2 separate regions of the Anas platyrhynchos genome follow, and region 2 is linked to region 1. Evidence: chromatin contacts called from public Hi-C data. All regions are on one chromosome and are shown on one strand. Each heading gives the region's core, a stretch centred on a gene start, on an enhancer-like site or on the middle of the called end of the contact. The rest is flanking DNA. Distances are from core to core; before and after follow the strand shown. Region 1 overlaps FAM185A (family with sequence similarity 185 member A). Region 2 holds the start of PMPCB (peptidase, mitochondrial processing subunit beta).

Evidence for each region. A called contact is a pair of places that touch in the nucleus more often than the background predicts.
Region 2: a Hi-C map of skeletal muscle shows a contact between it and region 1, with 2.4 times the contacts expected there. The contact joins the promoter of PMPCB here to the enhancer-like site in region 1. A contact is called at or near these places in 2 of 8 Hi-C or Micro-C datasets (both in skeletal muscle).

Annotation. Positions count from the first base shown.
Region 1 is chr1:13,091,090-13,096,101 of IASCAAS_PekinDuck_T2T, reverse strand. FAM185A (family with sequence similarity 185 member A) reads right to left here. Exons shown (of 7, transcript XM_027459614.3): 3 at 4,083-4,175. Among named protein-coding and RNA genes, the nearest start is that of FAM185A, 22 kb to the right of the region's middle. Within about 2 kb of position 1,956, at least 2 of the 8 cell types and tissues checked have an H3K27ac peak or open chromatin away from gene starts, as enhancers often do.
Region 2 is chr1:13,251,882-13,256,947 of IASCAAS_PekinDuck_T2T, reverse strand. It overlaps PMPCB (peptidase, mitochondrial processing subunit beta), which reads right to left and starts at 2,924. Exons shown (of 13, transcript XM_027459487.3): 1 at 2,765-2,924; 2 at 1,482-1,622; 3 at 1,084-1,170; 4 at 494-623; 5 at 1-28. The coding sequence starts at 2,854.

The DNA of each region.
Region 1 (5,012 bases), core at 707-3,206:
CAAGTGAATTGCACAAAATCATTGGTACATGAAATGACATATGGCCTACTAGGATCAAACTACCGTATGTCAACTGACATCCATTTTGTTATTTTAACATTGTCATTCTGTGGGGAAAAAAGTTAATGCAAAAATTAAGTCTGCTGCCCCTTCCAGTGTTATGCTACATACAAGAACATGTTCTGGATGATATAAGAGGTATTCTGACAAACAGCACCCAGTCTTGCAGATTCCATGCAAAAATGTGTTGCAAAAGATTAGCTAAAGAGGCTCATTTGACATCAACTGTATTGTAGCCAAATTATACTGTGACCTCACCAATCCATACTTACTAAGCTTTACACCTTAAGTAAAGGTTACAGAAGGGACCCTTGCCTCAAGACTTTTGATGTGATACAATGAATACATAGTAGTTCTCAAATAACGTAAAATATTTTGTTAATATTTAAGAAAATCTGGTTATCGGAAATGCTGTGCTAGAATTATAGATGTAACAACCAATGCCTACAATCCTTGTAGATGCTGCTGCTCAAAATAATTCTACAGAACCTAAGCATCAACACTAAACAAAACCAATGATATTAGGAAAGAACAACTTGAAACTACAGCAACCTGTTGCTCCTGAAAGTGACAGTAATTCATTTTTTTCTGTATTTTTGACATCTCTAATGAAATTCTAACAAGCAGAGACCTTAAAAAAAACATAAATTTAGATTGCATCCGCCCTAGAAATGTTTCACACCAAATACTCTGCTACTCCCTCAGTCACCAGCATTGACTCTGACAAAGTGTAAAACTGCTGTGGCATATACCCAAGGCAACAAATAAAAGCCACTGTCATTCTAGACTCTATAATCTAAGCCTTTTCTGAAGGTATTTAAGCAACCTGCAGTGCACCCTGCCAACTTAAGCAGTGCTATTGTTGCTATCAGCATGACAAAAGTAAGAGCTAGCCATGATTTAAGGAAAAAAATATACATTCTATACAGTTTGGGTACAAAATGCCTGCCTAGTGGCATTCTTGAGCAGGAAAATGAAAGCCTGAAGCAAAAAGCTACATCTATTACTATGTTATGGTTTTGACTATATTAATATTTAAGATAAATACCTAGTGAGACATCTTATTAAAAACAAGCTCACTGATCAACTTATCTTATTTACCAGACACAAGTACCTTTCTTAAAAATGCACAGCAGGAAGAAGAAAATTCATCGCAGTACACAATAAAAAGAAATATTGAGTCAGCTAATGACTATAAAAACCACTACCAGTATAATAGATATTTGTTTCAGAACAACCCAAGTTAAGGAGTCAGACTGCTCAAGTAAAAGACTAAAATATATTCTAGATGGGGAAGCAGGAAAAAATAGGGTTGCTCTTCTGCTGAGACGAAATATGTTTTCAATCTCAAATTATTTAACTTTTATGATTTTTTTGGCAGAACATAGATGTTTGGCTCTGTTAAATAAGTGATATAGAAAAGTCCCTGTGGCACAGATTAGCTAATGACTCCCCAGTCAAACAGATTTGATTATTTTTGTCCGTCAAGTCACCAGCTTTTCTGGGAAAACTCCCTCCCTTCAGAGTAAAGCCTTGGGAGTTACAGTTTCTGACCACATGCTCAAGCTCCCGCAGACTCTTATGCTTTAAAGAAAAAAAAAGGATCAGTCCATCATCACAAATCAGACTTGATTTCACACCTGACCGTACTTTCCAGATGAAAACTAACACCTTGCTATGTTTAAATAAGACAAAAACAACTCCTTCCACACATTCTATTTTTCTTGGCTTTGTTTTTCTGTGTGTTATTCTGTTCAACCATTTTACTAATACCTTCTCCATTTTCACACCCTTAAAATATTTTCTACATTTTTAGTGTCTTCTACCACATCCTTCCCTTCCCCACCTCCAGGAGGGGGCTGGAAATGCTGACAGAGCCATAACTACATAATGATGACTACATCTGATGGAAGAAACACCTCAGGTGGTCACACAGGGGAGATGTAAGGCAAACTGATGATTAACAGAAGTGGCCAATTGAGAAAAGAAGTCTCACACTATCCTTTCTAACTACACATTTTTTTCTAATGAGCAGTAATGTGAGCCAGAACTGTTCCATAGCTGCAAATTCCTGTTAAAATTACTCACTTTGAATTCCTACAGTTTTGCAACCATAAGACTAGCTTCTAGCAGTACTACATACTGTATAAATATTGATAATCACAAAGAAGCACTTCAGATTAATCTGCATGAAGTTTTATTGCTTCAGAAGGACAGCATGCCTGAAAAAAAACACACCACCAAAAAAAAACCCACAAAAAACAACAATTGAATGATTCTAAAATTTCAAAGCAAAACCGTTACATTTCTCATTGTCATGTACATCTACATCTCATGATTTTTCTACCATACATATTTTGATCAGCACCACTAAGACAGGATCTGAAACAAACTCCCTTGACTCCACTGGTGTAACAAACTACTTTGGAACAAACGACTAAGCAACACCAAGTCTAATTTAAAGATGATCACCATGCTAGTAGGTTGCAAACAGCATGAATCCACAGTGGTCAAAGCACTCCCCCTAGATAGCACTGAATCTTTTTCACTGGTAGAAAGCAAGGATTCCAATTTCCAAATCCTTCCAGTGGAAGCCCTCTACGGGAAGATATAACAGGCATTAAGAAGGCTGTAAATTATCTCTGCTCTTTTATTTTCTGTGATCGCTAGTGGCTTAGGATGGATCCCAACTCCCCTAACTAGTAAAAAGGCCCAAAGGAACTAATAATCGGCCAGTACTGATGGTCCAACTGTGGCATGAGAGCATGTCAAACATTACCCACTCTGCTTTACGCTAGGAGGTCTTGTTGGGATGAAATAATGTTCATAAAGAAATAGCAATAAATAGCTCAGCTACAGCAGCCTCAGGGCTCCTTTGTACACAAAAAGGACGGCTAGCATCCACTGCAAAGAAATGCAGGTAATGTTCACAGCTTTTGGAAAATCCAATGGCGAGTTACTTAATTTTCAACAGGAAGTTAAAAACAGCTCACGGCTGACTCTACACAAGTCACCATATAATCTCAGAGCCCAATCTACAAGGCATGCAATAGCACTAAATGGCACTCTGCAGAGGCAATTCCGGACTACTGGAACTTAACAGCCTGGTCTCAGTTCTATCTTTGGCTAGTGAGAGCTACAAGAACTCTTTCTGCTTCTTCCCAGTGCTGCTGGTTTTAAGGGTAGTTAGTGATTTTGACAGCCTTCTGCATGCATCCAAGCTACTTCCAGCCTTGCCTCCACATGTTCATGTATCAATACTTCTGACTGAATGAACCCTACCTAATGCAACCAGATGCATGGGTATTATGACTGAACATTCAAATTGAGCCTAAGAACCAGACTGGGTGTGAAAACTACTCTTATGTAAAGGATCCTAACTGCACTATCCTAAATAATGGAGAATTGACAACTCACGTTAAGAAACAAAACCAGATTAGCATAGCACGAGGCTTGTCTCATACTGCCACCTGCTGAAAAAGGCAAGCTACTTCTCTAAAACTTTCTGCTCATGGTTATTCTCACTGCATCTCAGCAGGATTACATGTGATTGATTACTGCATTTCCTCAGCTGCAAACAAATATATGAAACTTTCTATTCTTAATTCTTACTACATAAAACTGGAGTTAGGAAGCATGTGCAAGTATCAGGTCACTCACTATTCATAAGATACTGAAATAAACTCAGGTGCCTACTACAGAATCTAGGTGTCTAGACATCAGCCAAGTAAAAAGCTCAGGACCCTTGTGAGGGTCTAATAATTAAAGCTGATGAGTTGTAACAGCTAGCCCAACCTCAGTGCCGACAGAACAATCACTTGCTCGTTACTCCTTTTTCTGTCTAATCCAAACTAAGCATAATATAAAATAGGGTATTTAGACAAACGTAAGTTAAAAGTGAAATGACAATCAACCAATGAGGGTCATTAAGTATTCCTCAGCACATGTTCTTCAAAATGTAGTCTTTTTGCAACAGGCAAGCTGAACAAGTCACTAGAGAGGAAGTGTCAATTCTTACTTACACCCTTCTCTGTTGCATGAATATCTGTATTTCCACAAAGTGTTCCAAGACCAATTACTTTGCCACCTTTCGTTCGTATGTCAATTTTATGGCTCTGAAAAAAGAGTTTAAAATTCACATGGTTAGAACAATCACAACTATAAAACAAGTTAGATTTGACAATCAAGCCTATCAGTTTTTCAAGATACTTAGGTAAGTAACACCTGCCTGGATAAGACATAATAATTTGCATTCACTAGCCCTTATCAAATGGCAAAAATAAAATAAAATAAAATAAAATAAAATAAAATAAAATAAAATAAAATAAAATAAAATAAAATAAAATAAAATAAAATAAAATAAAATAAAATAAATAAAATAAAATAAAGTCAAATTTTCCAATATGGTAAACATGGATTCTTACTGTTTCTATGCATTTTTTGACGAAATACAAAGAATCAGAAGTTTTGTAGGGTTTCATAAGACAGGAAAAACTCCAGACCAGTGTTTCTTAATCATGATGAACCCAAATCTTGCTTTTACCTCTTCACTTAACGGGATTCTACAGAATAAAATGGCACAGCCCTTACTTGGCACTACAGTAGTATTTCAGAGCTTTCAAAGGCTGTAAGCCACCCAGTTGTTCTGTTAGATTTGTATATAACAGATGATCCTCTCCATATACAGTAAACATGGCAGTACAAAAATTCTTCTGATAGTGAAGTTAAATTAGATGTTTCATGTAGGTACCATTGTAAGAAAGATACAGGAACATGCAACTTCAGAAGAATTAGTATAGCAATTACTTACCAGGTTGGCCAGATAATTAATTAAAAATAAAACCACTAACTGTATCACTTATTTCCTCATCTTTTCCATGTCCCCTATCATTTCTATCATTTTGGGGATAGATAAAGCTTTGGGAACATGTCCCTGTCACCCAACTTACTAG
Region 2 (5,066 bases), core at 1,675-4,174, 160 kb before region 1:
TGAATTATGTCAGCAAGAATTTCCACAGCTAAATGAAAATAAAGATAGGAATGGAAATTATTTTCAGGCTACCAGAAAAATCTGGTTTTAAAAGTAAAACCCACCCCAAAGCCCAAGTGACCCAAAATGTAGTAATAAGATTGGCAGTTTGGAATTTTAAAAACTTCTACATTTTTTTTTTAAATGAGAATGCTAAATGCTACAGCTTTACTTTAAAAGAGAGACTTGTTCTGCAGGAAGGGAGAAGTCCAAAAGGCACTTCTGGGGTAGGGAGAAAAAATCTAGCTGACAAAAATGTTTCAAGTATCAACTTCATTGTTGGCACATTCCTTTCCAAATCTGCATCCTCACATTCCTGTGAAGTTGAAGAAGGTACTCGTTGCCCAGGAAAGATGGGACTGTTAGGCTGCAAAAGCATCACTCTTATGCATTGTCAGGAGGTGGATAAGCATTTTTGGTCTTTGCCACTTCTCTAATGAATAAAAGCAGTTACCTCTTGGTAAATCTTTTGAAAAAGCCTTTGCATAATACACTGTTTGTTCCCTGGACGTATAGGCATTCAGATGAGCTCCCATGTTCTCAATTTCTAGTTCAAGGTCTAACTGAGATCTCTTTTTTGTTCCCTGAAACAAAACAATAAAAAAGTCAGATTAAATCCTTGAATTCACCTACTCATCATTACTCCTGTTTGTCTGCAAAAGTCAAAGCCAAAAAGAAGAAAGTCTTCTGAAATGGAAACTGGCTTGCTAATCTCTCCCATGTTGAAAGTCAAATATAAACCCTACTATGTTCCCAAATGAAAATAAAAAGCTGGCAAAAGGTAGACTGTGTGTCTTAAGAATACTACAAGTTAAAAGCAAGTTAAAAATAGAGGTGTGTTACTAATGTATAGTTGTGTACCATCTCCAAGGGACTAGGAATTTCGCTTCATTTTCTAGCTGAAACCAAGTCTGAGTTGGTTTCCCCTCTCTTCTCGTTTTGTAAACTGTATTTAGACAATTCTGACAACGTTCCATCACTGATCTCTAACAATAACTAGCTTAGAAATTCATCATAAATTTGTAAGCCAATACTCATACTCACCTTGAAAGCCATATGCTCAAGGAAGTGAGCAGTTCCATTGTTCTTCTCATTTTCATACCTGCTTCCAGCATCAATCCAAAGTCCAACCTCATCAGGGAAAAAAAGAAAACATTTTATCAGCCAATCATGCAGCTTTGCTGTTTTTCCTGTACAAAACAAACTTAGATTTTCAAGACCTACTTTTAAACAACTTTTTCCTTAGGTTAAACCAGGTTTTCAAGGAAAAAAAAAATGATCTTCACAAAAATCGAATCACAAATCACTTAGGAAAACCTTCATTTCCCATCTTGTAACTTAACAATAATTGCTAATAAACATTGATAGAATCCAACTTAGTTCCACAAGGAAACAAACATACATAAAATTATGAAAAAACATTCCCTTTACAAGTTACCTACTGTGCATGTTGAAAGTCCAGAGTCTTCAGAAGCTACTTGCAAGCCATTTTCCAGAGGACTCACCCTAGTTTCAGGAACATTTAAGACTACTTCTGTTGCTGCCTTGGAAACTCTGAACCTGCCTGTTCCTACATGTACAGACTGTAAGAAAAAAACATCAGTCATGTATACACTGTAAGTTATATCCTAGTATGCACTTCCAAAAATGTATTCCTGAACTTAAATGTAAGTTCAGAAATCTATTTTAAAGCATGCATTTTCAAAAATATTTTTTACACAGAGTTATTTGCCAATATTTAATTTGGGAATACATTAACTGACTTCAGAAAAAAAAGAAAAAAAACAAACATGAAAACAATGAAAATGGAGTAGACTTCATCTCCTTCCCTACAACCAACTGTTCTGGCAGAAAACCTGTAGGAACTTGAATATGTCCTTTAGCATCTGAAATCTTTTTGGGTACCTGTTTTCTAATGTGAATGGAGATCCAATGCAAGGAATTATGTCAAGGACTGCAAACTGGGGGTGTTTATTCTGGAGCAGAGGAGGCTCAGGGCAGGCCTTATTGCTCTTTGTAGCTACCTGAAAGGAAGGTGTGGGGAGCTGGGGGTCGGCCTCTTCTCACAGGGAACTGGTGACAGGACCAGAGGGAATGGCCTCGAGTTGTGCCAGGGGAGGTTCAGGCTGGCAATGAGGAGCCATTTCTGCTCAGAAAGAGCAGTCAGGCACTGGGACGGGTTGCCCAGGGAGGTGGTGGAGTCACCGTTCCTGGGGGTGTTCAAGGAGAGGTTGGACGTGGTGCTTGGGGACATGGGTTAGTGGTGGCATTGGTGGTAGGGGGTGGTTGGACCCGGTGATCTCGGAGGGCTTCTCCAACTTTAATGGTCCTGTGATTCAAAACAGGGGCAGCTATGGAGTCAGACCCGTTTGCTCAGGGGAGGGTGGCTTTTGGTGTTGTTTATTTATTTATTGACTGGAGTCTGCAGCAAGCCCTGGGGCTCGGCACCCCTCAGCCCGGCGCTGCCCGGTCCCCATGAGGGGGCAGCCGCCCCCCTCCCGCCTCCCCTCAGCCGGGCGAGGACTACAGCTCCCGCCATGCTCAGCGGCAGCCGCACGCACTGCCCCCCCGCTAGGACTACAATTCCCAGCGTGCACCGCGCCGCCTCCAGCAAGACCACCACCCCCCCGCCGCCCCCATCGCGGCCTCCCGAGCGCCAGCGCGGGCAGCCACCGAGACGCTGGGGCCCTCCGTGGATCCCCCCCGTCCTCGCCCCGCCGCCTACCCGGTTCCCCGGGCCGGGCGATCGCAAAAGGCGAGGACGCCAGGGCAGGAAGAGCCGCCGCACTGCTAAGCGAGCTGTAGGCGCCGCCATTTTGTGTGGTGGCCGGGCGCTTCCGGCGGGAGCTGCGCAGGCTCCCCTCAGCGCTCCCCTCAGCGCTCCCCTCAGCGCTCCCCTCAGGCAGCGCCGATACTTCCGCAGCTGTCACTGGTCATGTGTCCACCCTGTCGCTGTCCCTTGCTTTGTCCTCAATAAATTAAGAGATTAAAACAATTAAAAGCTGTCTCCTCGTCTCTGTCTGCCCTTTTTCTAGCCCTCGCGGGGGTCCCGGCGGCTGAGGGGGGTAGCCCTGGGGAGTGGGCGAGTTGGTGCTCTCTTCAGGAGCGCGGCTCCCCCTGCAATTCGTGTTTTCGGTGGGAAGTGCCAGCAAACAGCCTTCAAACTAATGGTTAATTGTAAACTGCCACAAAATAGGCCTAAGTGACAAGCACTCTGCTCTTCTAATGCTACTCCCAGAACAAGACAGTTGAGGAAAGTCAGTTTTCTTCCTAAAAGACCGCTGTCAGCTTCACTACATTCAAAGCTGTGTGTTTTACTAGTCAGTCTGTGCTCTGCTGTGGGTAGAGCTTTACACCTGCTGAGGTTTGCTGAGCCTCCTGTTGCCATGTGGGATTCAGTTAGGATAGGCCACTTCAGCATTTCCCATCATTTTCCATTAGACAGAATGAAGCTCACAAGGGAAATCCAGTTATTTAGATAATAATCTAAAGTCTTGTTTTATGAAGTATTCTGGACGTATGGAATGTACCCAAAAGACCGGACTGCTAGGAATAGGACAGCTTCATCTGCACCAATAAACACGATGCTCTGCCAAGGCCAGCTGGCAGGGAGCAGCCCTGCGAGCAGTCCCATGTGCTCTGGCTGCTCAGTGCCAGGCACGGCTTGCAGGAGTGGTACCAGAGCCAAACGAGGGCTGGGAAGTGTTTTAGCCTTGTACTGGTACAGGGAATCTCACTGCAGTGCCAAAGATCGTTCCTGGGCATGCTTTGAGTGTGTGAATTAGATAAACATGCAGAGTCATGCAGAAAGCAGTGCTGTCAGTCTCCACTTCCTGTTCAATTTTTTTTTTTTTTTTCTGCTGGAGATAAGTGATTTTTAATGGCTAATCAAATACTCCCTCAAAAATGAGGTGAGATGAGAGGTGAAATACCACAGAGGGTCTGAGTCCCTCTGTGTTAAATGCAACACACGTGGAAACAAAATGCTATTTCTAAATAAATAAATAAATAAAATCTGTACAACACTCAATGAGGGAAGCACTAGGTTTTGGTACTACTTTCCAAACTCAGGATCTCCCCCCCGCCTCAGACAGCAGCTCAGTAGTTGTGACAACCTCTGCCTCAGTACAGACACTACAGAGCTTTTCTACTGCTGTCTTGCTCTGCTCCAGAAAGAAAGAGAAAGCTGAGCTGTGGGTAGATGACCTGAAGAAACAGAAATGCACCTGGATCTTGGACTCTAGATGTAGTATCAACTTCTCCCCAATTCCTTCAGTGTCTGCCTTTTGTGCCTCCTGTGTTTTGCTTTTTAATATATGCAGCCAGATTCTGAATGAGCTCAGTGCTTGGGGTTGACTAGTGTCCTCAGTCACTCTGTCTCTTGGCCAGGGCTCTGTTTGCATGTTGAGCTTCAAGTAAAGTGAGAACTGAGGATCTTTCTGCTCAGTATGAGTTACCTTCTATAACTGCCAAGATCCTATTATTCAGAGTCAGTTCACAAGAGCTGTCAGAAATGGTGTTCTCTCCCCCCTGAAATATTAATTTTAATGTAGATTTTAGGTGACAAAAGTACTAGGAGTTGAAAAAAAAAACAGTGATGATTGCTAGTAGCTCCAGAGTTGTCTCAGAAGCAAAAGTTTGAGGAGGTTATTCACAATTACGTACATCGTCAGACTCCAAAACATGGGACAATTTCAGAAAAGTTACCATATTAAAATATATTAGTTTTTGTTGTTGTTGTTGTTTTCTGGAATATTTTTTTTTTTGGGGGGGGGGGGGGGGGGCAAGTTCTTATTCCCTTAGCAATTGAGAATGAAAATATTCTGACTGACCAAAAAGTTTTCACTGCCACGGCATATTCTGTGTGCTTAAACAGAAGCTTTGATTCTGCAGAAGGGCCCATCCAGTTTGTATCTCTAGGACTGGAACTGCATGAAAATACTAAAAACAAAAGCACAGCATAGTGAATATATTTAAAAATAAAAGTGGAAACTTGTTTTGTTTTTACTGTTGTTTTGCTGCCCATA